2 separate regions of the Hordeum vulgare genome follow, and region 1 is linked to region 2. A link is a contact called in public Hi-C data. All regions are on one chromosome and are shown on one strand. The core of a region is the stretch at or near the end of the contact, and the rest is flanking DNA. Distances in the headings are between cores, read along the strand shown. Region 1 holds the start of LOC123404754 (lycopene beta cyclase, chloroplastic). Region 2 holds the start of LOC123402168 (alpha/beta hydrolase domain-containing protein 17C-like).

Region 1 (5,713 bases), core at 2,173-4,672, 190 kb after region 2:
TTGAAGTGTTCAGCTCTTATGGGACGAACTGGGAGCCCGTTAAGTCACCTCGTGAAGAAGGATGAAGGCGTCGAGGCTCGCTCGTATCAAGTAGGGAAGCCTCTAAAGACTTGGTGTGTACCCCAAGTACGTCTCTATATTTGGCATGTCTCCAACCGACTTAATCATGTAACCTAGCTCTCCCCTGGGTACATATATAAGCCCAGGGGTTTAGTCTATAGAGGCCAACTTATTCGCCATAGGATTTAGAGCTTACACAACGATCTCGAGGTAGATCATCAACCTGTACTTGATACCCCATCATCAAAACAATCAAAGCAGGACATAGGGGTTTACCTCTTCGAGAGGGCGTGAACCTGGGTAAACACCGTCTCCCTACTTTCCTTGTTACCATTGATCTTAGATCCACAGCTCGGGACCCCCTACCCGAGATCCATCGATTTTAGCACCGACAACGGCCACCGAGGACGAAGAAGGAGAGAGGAGGTTGTGGCATCTCAAACGAGGGAGCAGTTGCCCGGCCTCCTATGCTTCAACGTCGGGCGGAGGATCTCGCGAAGGGAGGGAATGGAGCGAAGGGAGTGGGTGTAACGCCCCGAACACACCCGTCGTTCGTTACTTCTGGCGGGATCTAGAGTGGCCCCACATATCAATACTAGTCTTTTCTGCGCACTTTGTCCTCACTCATGCGCACCCGGGATCATCTTCCCGGTCGGTTACCCATCCTAGAACTACTCCAAGCCGAGCACGCTTAATGTGGGAGTTCTGTTCGAATGGGCTCCCGGAAAATAAGGAATTCCTTATTGATATGAGTAATCTATCATCCCTAATAAGCCAGGCTATCACATACACCACCAATTAGAGGAATCGACGTCCTCATCGGGCCACAGGAGCGTTCCCTCTTGGCACAAACGTCTGTGCATCCAGTCTGGTACATGTGCCATGTCGTGTGCCATAACGGGTCACAAACGTCATGAACAACATGACCGCACACCTGTCCGCAAACATCCGTGTAACCGCGAGGGTCGGCTCTGATACCAACTTCTAACGTCCCGGACACACCCGTCGGCGTTCGTTACTCCTGGCGGGATCTAGACTAGCCCCACATATCAATACTAGTCTTTTGTGCGCACCCGGGATAAACTTCCCAATCGGTCACTCATCCTAGAACTACTCCAAGCCGAGCACGCTTAAACTGGGAGTTCTGTTCGAATGGGCTCCCGAAAAAGAAGAAATTCCTTATTGATATGAGTAGTCTATCATCCCTAATAAGCCAGGCTATCACAGTGGGGTCATGCGTGGTTGCAGCCGTGGCTGAGCTCGGGTGGATGGGGATGCATGCGTGAAGGAGACACCCAACGCCGCCACCTCGTCCTAATCTGGCGAGGTCGCGCTGCCGCCACCGTTGACCGCCCCAACCAGCGACGAGGATGCAAGTGGGCTCATTGCGTTTTTTTGTTTTTAATTCGGGGATGTCTGTGTAAAATCTAAGGACCGGTTTGTAAATTCGGATTAAAATTGATCTGGCATGAAATGTTATGCCATGTAGGCAAAAAAGGGGCCCCAAATGTCATAAGCGTGCTCTTTTTCATGAATATGCACGAGAGTGCATATCATATACTCCCTCTGTTCCTAAATATTTGTTGTTAGGGACAACTAGACTAGTTCTCTCCAACAACAAGTATTATGGTACAGAGGGAGTATTAAAGAAGAAAGGCAAGGAAAGCCTCCACCCAAGTTTACAAGTGTGTCAATACAACACTATTCCTCGCTACGCACCCACCCCTCTACTCAACAAAAGAAAGGGCCCAACCTTCCTTTTAAGATGCATGTCGATGCCCACACCATACGTTCGAACACAACTCTCCGGATTAGTATCCCAATTGAAGGGGACGCCCCATCAAAAATGATGGCATTCTGGTGCTTCCACGGCTCCCGGGTTATAAGTGTGAAAATCGTGCGAAGTTGTTTTCGGCCCATGACATTGGTCCCTTGCTTGTCACACAACCACGACACGAGGGAGCTATCTGGAGTTGGGCCCCACTCCAGTATGTCCCTAGCCACGCAGATTGCCGTCCATACCGTCCTAGCAAACACATAGGTGAGCAGCACATGGTTGATCGTTTCCTCCTCCTGATCGCGAAACGGGCATGCATCTTGATGGGGCGGTCCACGTCGTGCCAGCCGATCTGAGGTCCAGCATGTATCCCTCAATGCCAACCTAGTAAAGAATTTAAACTACGATGAGGCCCGCGAATTCTACGTCAGCTCTGCCGTGGGTATAACTTGTCTTCCACAGAACTTGGCAGCATACACCGATTTCACAAAGAACTGCCCGCTAGCATCCCAAGACCAAGCGACCGTTCCGGCCTATTGTCCGTCGGCTCCCATACGGCTACCCGCTGTCATAATGAGAAAAACACCTGAGGAGCACCCGTTCCAAGGTTGGGGCCAATGTTCATTGCCTAGGACCCATCTTCCACAGCCGAGCGAACCGTTCGTGTGGACCTCGCTTTTTGTGGGATCAAGCCATATAGAGCGGGTGCGATCCCCCGAACCCTCATTCCGTCCAACCACCGGTCCTCCGAGAACATAGTTGTGAGGCCATCATGCGTTTCACACCGGTCAATCAATATTATTTACAAAAAGATTACAAGATATGGTGTTTTCTGTCAAACAAATGGAACGCAATGTTTTAGCCTTCAAAGTGATGGTTTTCTTCATGCAATTTACTTGAATGAAAGAGACCCGCTGTTTAGATAAAAGAAACCGCTGTTAGCTATCGCATGAATCAGCCCGTTAGTTCGAAACTCTTCAAATTGTCAAATCAAAGGTATCATTTCTGTTTTTTCTTTACTACCCCATCCGTTTCTAAATACAAATCTTTCTAGATATTCCACTACACACTACATAGAAAGCAAAATGAACGAGTCCACACTTTAAAATATATCTATATGTATTCATATATATTTCCTCCGTTCCTAAATATAAGTCTTTTAAGATATTTCACTAGTAGTATACATACGAAGCAAAATAAGTGAATCTACACTCTAAAGTATGTCTATATACATCCGTATGTAGTCCACTAATGAAACCTTTTTAAAGACTTATATTTAGGAACGGAGGAAGTGGTACGTAATGAAATTTCTAAGCCTTGTATTTAGGAACGGATAAAGTAGATGCCATTTTTGACTTATCACCTCTATTCCTAAATGTGGTGTGACCAATAGCGTAAACAATATTTTGAGAATTCAGTACGGCCTATCATGTCGATTTTGAGCTGCCGTCCGTACTCGTCCTGACACGGACTGGTCGCTTAGCCCAGCCACTGCCGAACCAACACGCACGTAGAAGTATTTCTGAGATCCTCCTCTTGGGCTCTATCAGCACACGGCTCCGACGGGTTTTGGAGGGTTTGCAGAGAGACGATCATATCCATGTGTATTTTGTGCTGGCGGCTGCGGAACCGATGGATTATGTTTCCCCTCCACCCCTTTGTCCCTACGCTCGCACCACCTTCACAGGATCTACCCGGTGGAATCCGGCCACGGACGGCAGGGAGTGGTGGCTCCCTCCACCACACCACTCCGCCCTCAGCTCACCTCTCTCGCCCGGTTGCCCCCACTCTACAATAAGTAGCTTATCGCCTCAGGATTACACGGCCACGCCGCGGCAGCGAATCCCCACCTCCCATGGCCACCACCGCCCTCCTCCTCCGCGCCCACCACGCCTGCCGTCCGCCGCCGGCCGCGCGGCCCGCGCCGCCGGGGCGCGCGGCGATCGTGTGCAGGGCCGCGTCGGCGTCCGCGGGGCAGGCGCTGCGCTCGATGGCCCCGCCGCCGCGGCCCGAGCTGCTCTCCCTCGACCTGCCCCGCTACGACCCGGCGCGCTCCCGGCCCGTCGACCTCGCCGTGGTGGGCGGCGGGCCCGCGGGGCTCGCCGTGGCGCAGCGCGTCGCCGAGGCGGGCCTCTCCGTCGTCTCCATCGACCCCTCCCCGGGCCTCGTCTGGCCCAACAACTACGGCGTCTGGGTCGACGAGTTCGAGGCCATGGGCCTCTCCGACTGCCTCGACACCGTCTGGCCCTCCGCCTCCGTCTTCATCGACGACCACACCTCCAAGTCGCTCCACCGCCCCTACGCCCGCGTCGCGCGCCGCAAGCTCAAGTCCACCATGATGGACCGCTGCGTCGCCCACGGCGTCCGCTTCCACCAGGCCAAGGTCGTCAAGGTCGTCCACAACGAGGCATCCTCCCTCATCGTCTGCGACGACGGCGTCGCCGTCCCGGCCACCGTCGTCCTCGACGCCACCGGCTTCTCCCGCTGCCTCGTGCAGTACGACAAGCCATACAACCCCGGATACCAGGTCGCCTACGGCATCCTCGCCGAGGTCGACGAGCACCCATTCGACATCGACAAGATGCTCTTCATGGACTGGCGCGACTCACACCTCCCCGAGGGGTCCGCGATCAAGGACCGCAACAGCCGCGTGCCCACCTTCCTCTACGCCATGCCATTCTCGCCCACCAGGATCTTCCTCGAGGAGACGTCGCTGGTCGCGCGCCCGGGGCTATCCATGGACGACATCCAGGAGCGCATGGCCGCGCGGCTGAGGCACCTGGGAATTCGCATCAGGAGCGTCGAGGAGGACGAGCGCTGCGTGATCCCCATGGGCGGGCCGCTGCCCGTGCTGCCGCAGAGGGTGGTCGGCATCGGCGGCACGGCCGGGATGGTGCATCCATCCACAGGGTACATGGTGGCGCGCACACTGGCGACCGCGCCCATCGTGGCAGACTCCATCGTGCGGTTTCTAGACACCGGAAACGGCGGCATCGCCGGGGACGCGCTCGCCGCCCAGGTGTGGAAGGAGCTGTGGCCCACGGACAGGCGGAGGCAGAGGGAATTCTTCTGCTTCGGCATGGACGTCCTGCTCAAGCTCGACCTCCAAGGTACACGACGCTTCTTCAACGCATTCTTCGACCTCGAGCCGCACTACTGGCACGGCTTCCTCTCGTCGAGGCTGTTCCTGCCTGAGCTCCTCATGTTCGGGCTCTCGCTGTTCGCGCACGCCTCAACCACGTCCAAGCTGGAGATCATGGCCAAGGGCACCGTGCCCCTTGCCAAGATGGTCGGCAACTTGATACAGGACAAGAATAGGTGATAACTTTAGAGGGTATGTACCTGCATTTCTCATCTCAAGATCTTCATGGGGTCTTTGATTTTGGCATAGCTTTTCTCCAATGTATATCTATGATTGGCAACGAGGATTTAAATAGCACTGCTAGCAACAGCAGCTTAGGACCTCCAGGGAGATGTAACAATTCTTGCTGCTGCTACGTTATTGAGATGTATAGTTCATACTGAGGTATCGCTCCATGTATTATATGTCATGATGGGCAAACACGGATCAAAGTTTTCCCGTAAATTACTTAAAAAAGAATTTGCATAACATAGAAATTTTCACCTATACAATAAGAACATGATGTAGAATGGAACACGGTGCCAAGTAAAAGGTATGTACTTGTTTGACATCCAACAAAGTTATCCTGTTGCATTAACATTTCTTTTCTCTACCCCGACTAACATGCTGTACACACCGTTGATTTGAGAACACAGTTTAACTGTGAAGTAGACTTCCCCGGACAAAAAAAGTGAGAAGAATGAGCATAATTGGACAATGTAAATACCAAAATTATCTCCTCAAATTCGTTTGAT
Region 2 (5,775 bases), core at 1,992-4,491:
TGTTCTTGAGGAAGAAGAGAGAGGAGATCTAGATCCACATCTCCACCAATCACTTTCTCCTCTATGTGAAGGGAACCCCTTGGATCTTGATCTTGGAGTTCTTTGTGAGCTCCTTGTTCTTCCTCTCATATTTCTCCATAGCTTTCGTTGTTGTGAAGGGATTTGAGTGTGAGGGACTTGACCACTTCGTGTGTTCTTGCCATTGCATTAGTTGCATCAGTTTGAATTCTCCACGGTGATACGTGAAAGTGAAGTTTGAGAAGCTTATTACCTTTGGTACTTAGTACCCTAGATATTGTTCTTCGCGGATGCTTTGGCGTCCTAGAAGCTTGGTGGTGTCTCGGAGCTCAATCATTGTGGTGTGAAGCTCCGGGCAAGCGTCGGGGTCTCCAATTAGGTTGTGGAGATTGCCCCGAGCAATCTGTACGGGTTCGGTAACCGCCCCAAGGGTTACCACGTGTACGGGTTCGGTGACCGCCCCCAAGGGTTGCCATTTGTACGGGTTCGGTGACCGCCCTCAAGGGTCCCTTAGTGGAATCACGGCATCTTGCATTGTGCGAGGGCGTGAGGAGATTATGGTGGCCTTAGTGGCATCTTGGGGAGCATTGTGCCTCCACACCGCTCTAACGGAGATTAGCATCCGCAAGGGTGTGAACTTCGGGATACATCATCGTCTCTCCCCGTGCCTCGGTTATCTCTTACCCGAACCCTTTACTTATGCACTTTACTTTGTGATAGACATATTGTTTATTGTAATATATCTTGCTATCACTTAGTTGTTTATCTTGCTTAGCATAAGTTGTTGGTGCACATATGTGAGCCTAGTTGTTTGTAGGTTTTGTGCTTGACATATTAAACGTTAGTTTTATTCCGCATTTGTTCAAGCCTAAACCTTAATTATTTTAAAGCGCCTATTCACCCCTCCCTCTAGGCAACATCCACGTCCTTTCAACAGCTTCTGGATCAAATCAACGCAACAACTACAGTGACTGGGGATGATGCGTCTGCTCGATGCAGAACGGCAGCGGCGCGCGGATAAGGCGCGGCGGAGCGAAGTACTTGCAGGTGGAGGTGGGCCTCCATGGCTCACACGGGGAACTCCAAGGTTATGATGCGGCAAGGGCGACTCCTTATGGCCAGATAGAGGCGCCTAACCCTTGCTCCCCCATCGTATCCCCTCCTTCGGCAGGAACTCATCATCTGGTGAGATCCCTTTCCCATGCCTCCAACCGTGTACCAAGCACCGGCAAGAAATTTTGTTTTGTGGGGATTTGTTTGCTGATGAATGAATGTATTGAATGTAAGATTGCATTGTTGTAGAGACAGAGAATGAAACACCACCTTCAATTTGTCATGTGATCCCACATTCTCTACTCCATGAGTGAAATAAGACAATAATCCATTGATCAATTCACGTAGCCTTTTTTGTTTTGCTTTGCTTGTTCCGCTCAATTTCTCATCATGGTGGAATTAACAATGGACGGGTTGATTTCTCAACAAAATAGGACAGGACTGACTACATTAGTTAGTTAGCTTATTATTTTAATAAATCAAAATGATTATAAAAAGATTAAAAGTGTGTAGTATTTTTTTCTTCCGTTGCAACGCACGGACCATTTTGCTAGTAAAACCAAAGAAAATCGAAGGTGGCCAAGTCAACACTCGAGGAGCTCATTCAAAAAGAAGAAAAAAGAAAAAGAAAAAGTCAGCACTCGAGACTTTGACGCTGAGGTTTTTTACTAGGTACACTTACGGCGGGCCCGCGCTCAGGCACGGCCCGCTGGTCAGAGGAAGGGTGGGAATCCAGTTAACGGTGGGCTAGGCGATTAGCCCTGAGCGAAAGATAAGCATATATCTCCTCCTCTCGCCGGAAATAATGGCGTCCCCACCACCGGCCACGGGCCATGGCCCGGAGCTGCCTTCCCATCCTATCCAGCGCATCTCCTCCAAGGTTGTTGCTGGATCGGCCCCTCGACCTTTCCATAATTACGTGATCGATCAGCGTCGGGCTCCTCATTTTTTTCTTCTTTTTTTCTTTTCCTTTGTGGAAGAAAAGATAGATGTCTGGCCTTCTTATGGTTCATGAGAGCAACGGTGGTTGATACGGATGCATGTGAACCTTGATCTTTATATCATCATTATGGCTGGTACCAGGAAGAAGAGACGCGCTCACCTACGAACCAAAATAAAAGCAGTTCAATAGTACTTTCCTTGTCTCAAAATAATCGCCACATGTCAAACTAGCTTAAGGACCAGTTTTTTTTTGGATGTCTTACAAAAATTAGCTGCCATTTTTCAGCTTAAAAAATTTAAACAGCTCTTAAAATTTGTTGATGCTTCTAAATTAGTTATCTCATAACTAGTTCAGAAGCCCCAACAAATAAGAAAGACAGCTTATGAAAAAAGCCGAGGAGGATGCAACTTTTTCTTTATGCCATCAAAAAAACCGTCGGAAGTTGCTTAAGTTGGACTAACTATATGTGAAAAGAATGTGTTAAGACCTTCGAACCCAAATACACATATCATGAAAATATATTTATATATATAACCTGATTAATTTGATGTTCTTTATGTTAAAGTATTTTTAATAGACCTGATCAAACTAGTACATCATTTAATGTTTTATGATATTGTATGATACTACCTGCATAACACATAGTATCATATCTTGTTATCAGAGTGACCTCATTTGTTATTGTGCATGCTATACTATTATTATATCATTTAATAAGTATGATATTATAGTATAACATCATGATGCTCGATTTTTTAGGGGGAGCAAAAATGTCTAACTAACATGCATAATACTTACCTATTATACTCACATTCTAACCAATCTAAGCAATTTTGACGAGATATCAACTAAAGCACATATGATTGAGTATCTTATCATGACACTGTATCATAAAGATGCATGTTAAAAATTAAGATCATTTATAAGGTACTACTAATTTATGATACTATCCATTTCAAAAGGTCTAATTAGTGTGTGCCTATTAAATTACTACGCCGTACTGACTTCTTATTTTATAACCAACGGTGAAAAAATATAATGGTAAATATAATCCTAATAGCAATTTCAGTTTTGCAACACTCTTTTTTTTAGCAAGGATTTGTTGGGAATCAGTTGCAGTAACTCTCAGCAACCACCACACCACAGTTAGTCTACTCAACCCAGACCGGTAATCCCTGCCGTGCAAAACCGCAAGAGCTTAACCACCCAGCCCACAAATCCCTCCACACTCCTCCCCTCTTTCCCTTCCAGCGCAACGGAAACGCGCTCCTCCTCTACTACCCATCGTCGTCCCCCTCCTCTCTCGCCGTCTCCTCCCTCGCCCTCACCCGAGCCGCAGCCCTAGCCAGCCAGGCCTCCCCGCGGGGATGGGCGGCGTCACCTCGACGGTCGCGGCCCGCTTCGCCTTCTTCCCGCCCACCCCGCCGTCCTACGGCATCGAGCCCCTGCCGCCGCCCGATGCCGCCGGGGCGGCGGCGGCGGCGGGGCCGGGGGAGGCGAAAGGGAAGGAGGGCAGCGTCGTGGTGGAGCTCACGGGGGTGCCGCGGAGGGCCAACGTGGAGGCGCGGCGGCTGAGGACCAAGCGGGGCACGGATGTGGTCGCCATGTACGCGCGCCAGACCGGCGCCAAGCTCACGCTGCTCTACTCGCACGGCAACGCCGCCGACCTGGGCCAGATGTACGAGCTCTTCGTCGAGCTCAGCGCGCACCTCAACGTCAACCTCATGGGGTACGCACGCACGCACCCACGCACGCAAGCTGGATCGGGTTGGGTTAGACTTTAGATTCGGGCAACAGTCCTGGATCTCCCAGGCCGCGTTTCTCTGGGGATCAAAGCCACACTTTTTAGCGGGCTTTGGGGAAAGGAAGAGGTATTCCTCGGTGGAAATGTTCGGATTGCGGGTCAGTAGGAGGATGGTCGCATCTTGGATTGGACGAAAAATGCCAACTTCTCTTCTGGTATTGCGTGATTGGGTTAAGGCTTTGGTGTTGGATTTGCTAACGCTAGTCTAAATTAAACCAATTACAGTACTAATCTGCGTGTGGCTTGTTGGGTTGGATGGAAGTGTTCATTCTCATGTGTGCTAGTGCCTGGTTTCATGGAAGCATATGATGTGGTATTTGTCACTGATACGTCTGCTAATGGTGTCAAATCATTTTGTTCCTCCTCAAATTCTTACTTATGATTAGAATAAACTGCTACCGAATTGTGAGTTATTTTGTGGTTTTTGTAGATTGTTGGGAATGCCTGCTTTAAGTGGTTGCTAGAAGTATCTGGAATTTGTTCAGGCTTGGGTAGGAAGAAGGATATTTGGATTAAATGTGCCTGTCTGTGATTGGATAATCCATGATTCATGTGATTTACTGGAGGTGACCGAAGACTTAGTTCCTATTTTTGGCCAGAAATTGATGTATTTGTTCAGATTAGGTGTTACATACTAGATACTACCACTCTTAGAACATTTCACTAATAGAGTCTAGTGAGGAAAAAACAGGAAATCAATTCTTAATGAAGCTTTCCATGACATTATTATGCAGGCACACGTGTCTTGTCCACAGCTCTCTTAAAAAGCGTAAATGCCAAAATAATCGATCTATGTTGTTATCTTCCTACCGTAACACCCGTAACTGCTTTACAAGTATATCCATTTTTTGGGTTCAATTTCTTCTTTTGTTGGAGTTTTAGCCCGTTGCTTCCTATGCATTGGATGGAAAATATTAAGCCAGTTAAGTTTGAGTTTCTGATGAGAGAACCGTTGATTTATTCAGTTGATCTAGAAGCTCTAGTAAATTTAAAATTCTGTGGTTAGGAGTGATTGTCTTGTCCTTCACTGCTGTTATTAAACTAAAGCATTTTGTTCTTTACCTACCATGGTTATAACATTATCATATTTAGTTAATATTTGTGTTATATGTCTGCTCTGTGAACACACTTTTGTCTTTATGTGGCCACTAGTCTTAGCGCAAGGCATTTTAAAAATGTTGAGTGTTTACATTATTACTAACTATAATATAACTTCAACATCGCAGATGATTCCAGACATGACCGTTGTGGTTTCTATGCCCAGATTAGATAGAGTGAACACTGAACACTGTTGTGCCATTTACTGTATATGCCTAAATACCCTTGCTTTATTACGGTTTAAAAAATATATTCCCCCAGCACATGAAACTTGTGTTCTCGGGCTTAGCCGCTTTCTTCGCCCTCTTGGCTGCTGCTGTACTCAGCCAAGCTTTGCGCAGGACGGCACCATGCCTCCATGTTTGTGCTCGGCTGCAGCCCTATGTAGTTCCCATGGCTCTATAGCCACTCCGGGCCAACTTCTTTGTGACCTCTATTCGAGCTAGAGATTTTGTGAGGGAGGTATGGCGCCCTATTGAAGTTGAACTGTCGGGAATCTTCATTGTAATTAAGTTAGTCTAATTGCTGTTTTTGTTAGAGCGTTCCTGGAAATGTGTAAGAGGGAGGTGGAAAGTGTGGATGAACTACGATCGCTACAAACTCAGCGTTCCATAATTGCAAAGTTCATAAATAACATATAAGGCCACGTCTCAGCTGCCTCCCGTGCTAATTAGTAGTGATACAAGGCCTTCTATAAATGCAACATAGCTAACTGATCCTCCGGTTGCTTATTTTGTTATGTTATCTTCTGGGTTTCAATTTTTCCATGAAAGTGAAAAAATATATTGAGATGAGTAAAAACGGTAAGTGTCTAGAAGGAAAGGAAACTTTCAACACCGATACAAGCCACTATATTGAT

Evidence for each region. A called contact is a pair of places that touch in the nucleus more often than the background predicts.
Region 1: a Hi-C map of seedling shows a contact between it and region 2, with 6 times the contacts expected there. The contact joins the promoter of LOC123404754 here to the promoter of LOC123402168 in region 2. A contact is called at or near these places in 5 of 6 Hi-C or Micro-C datasets (leaf and seedling).

The regions. Positions count from the first base shown.
Region 1 is chr6H:161,936,335-161,942,047 of MorexV3_pseudomolecules_assembly, forward strand. LOC123404754 (lycopene beta cyclase, chloroplastic) reads left to right here and starts at 3,423. Exons shown (of 1, transcript XM_045098698.1): 1 at 3,423-5,423. The coding sequence starts at 3,693. The coding sequence ends at 5,159. It overlaps LOC123404753 (protein STRUBBELIG-RECEPTOR FAMILY 8-like), which reads right to left. Exons shown (of 16, transcript XM_045098697.1): 16 at 5,506-5,713.
Region 2 is chr6H:161,749,588-161,755,362 of MorexV3_pseudomolecules_assembly, forward strand. LOC123402168 (alpha/beta hydrolase domain-containing protein 17C-like) reads left to right here and starts at 3,242. Exons shown (of 6, transcript XM_045096046.1): 1 at 3,242-3,743. The coding sequence starts at 3,382.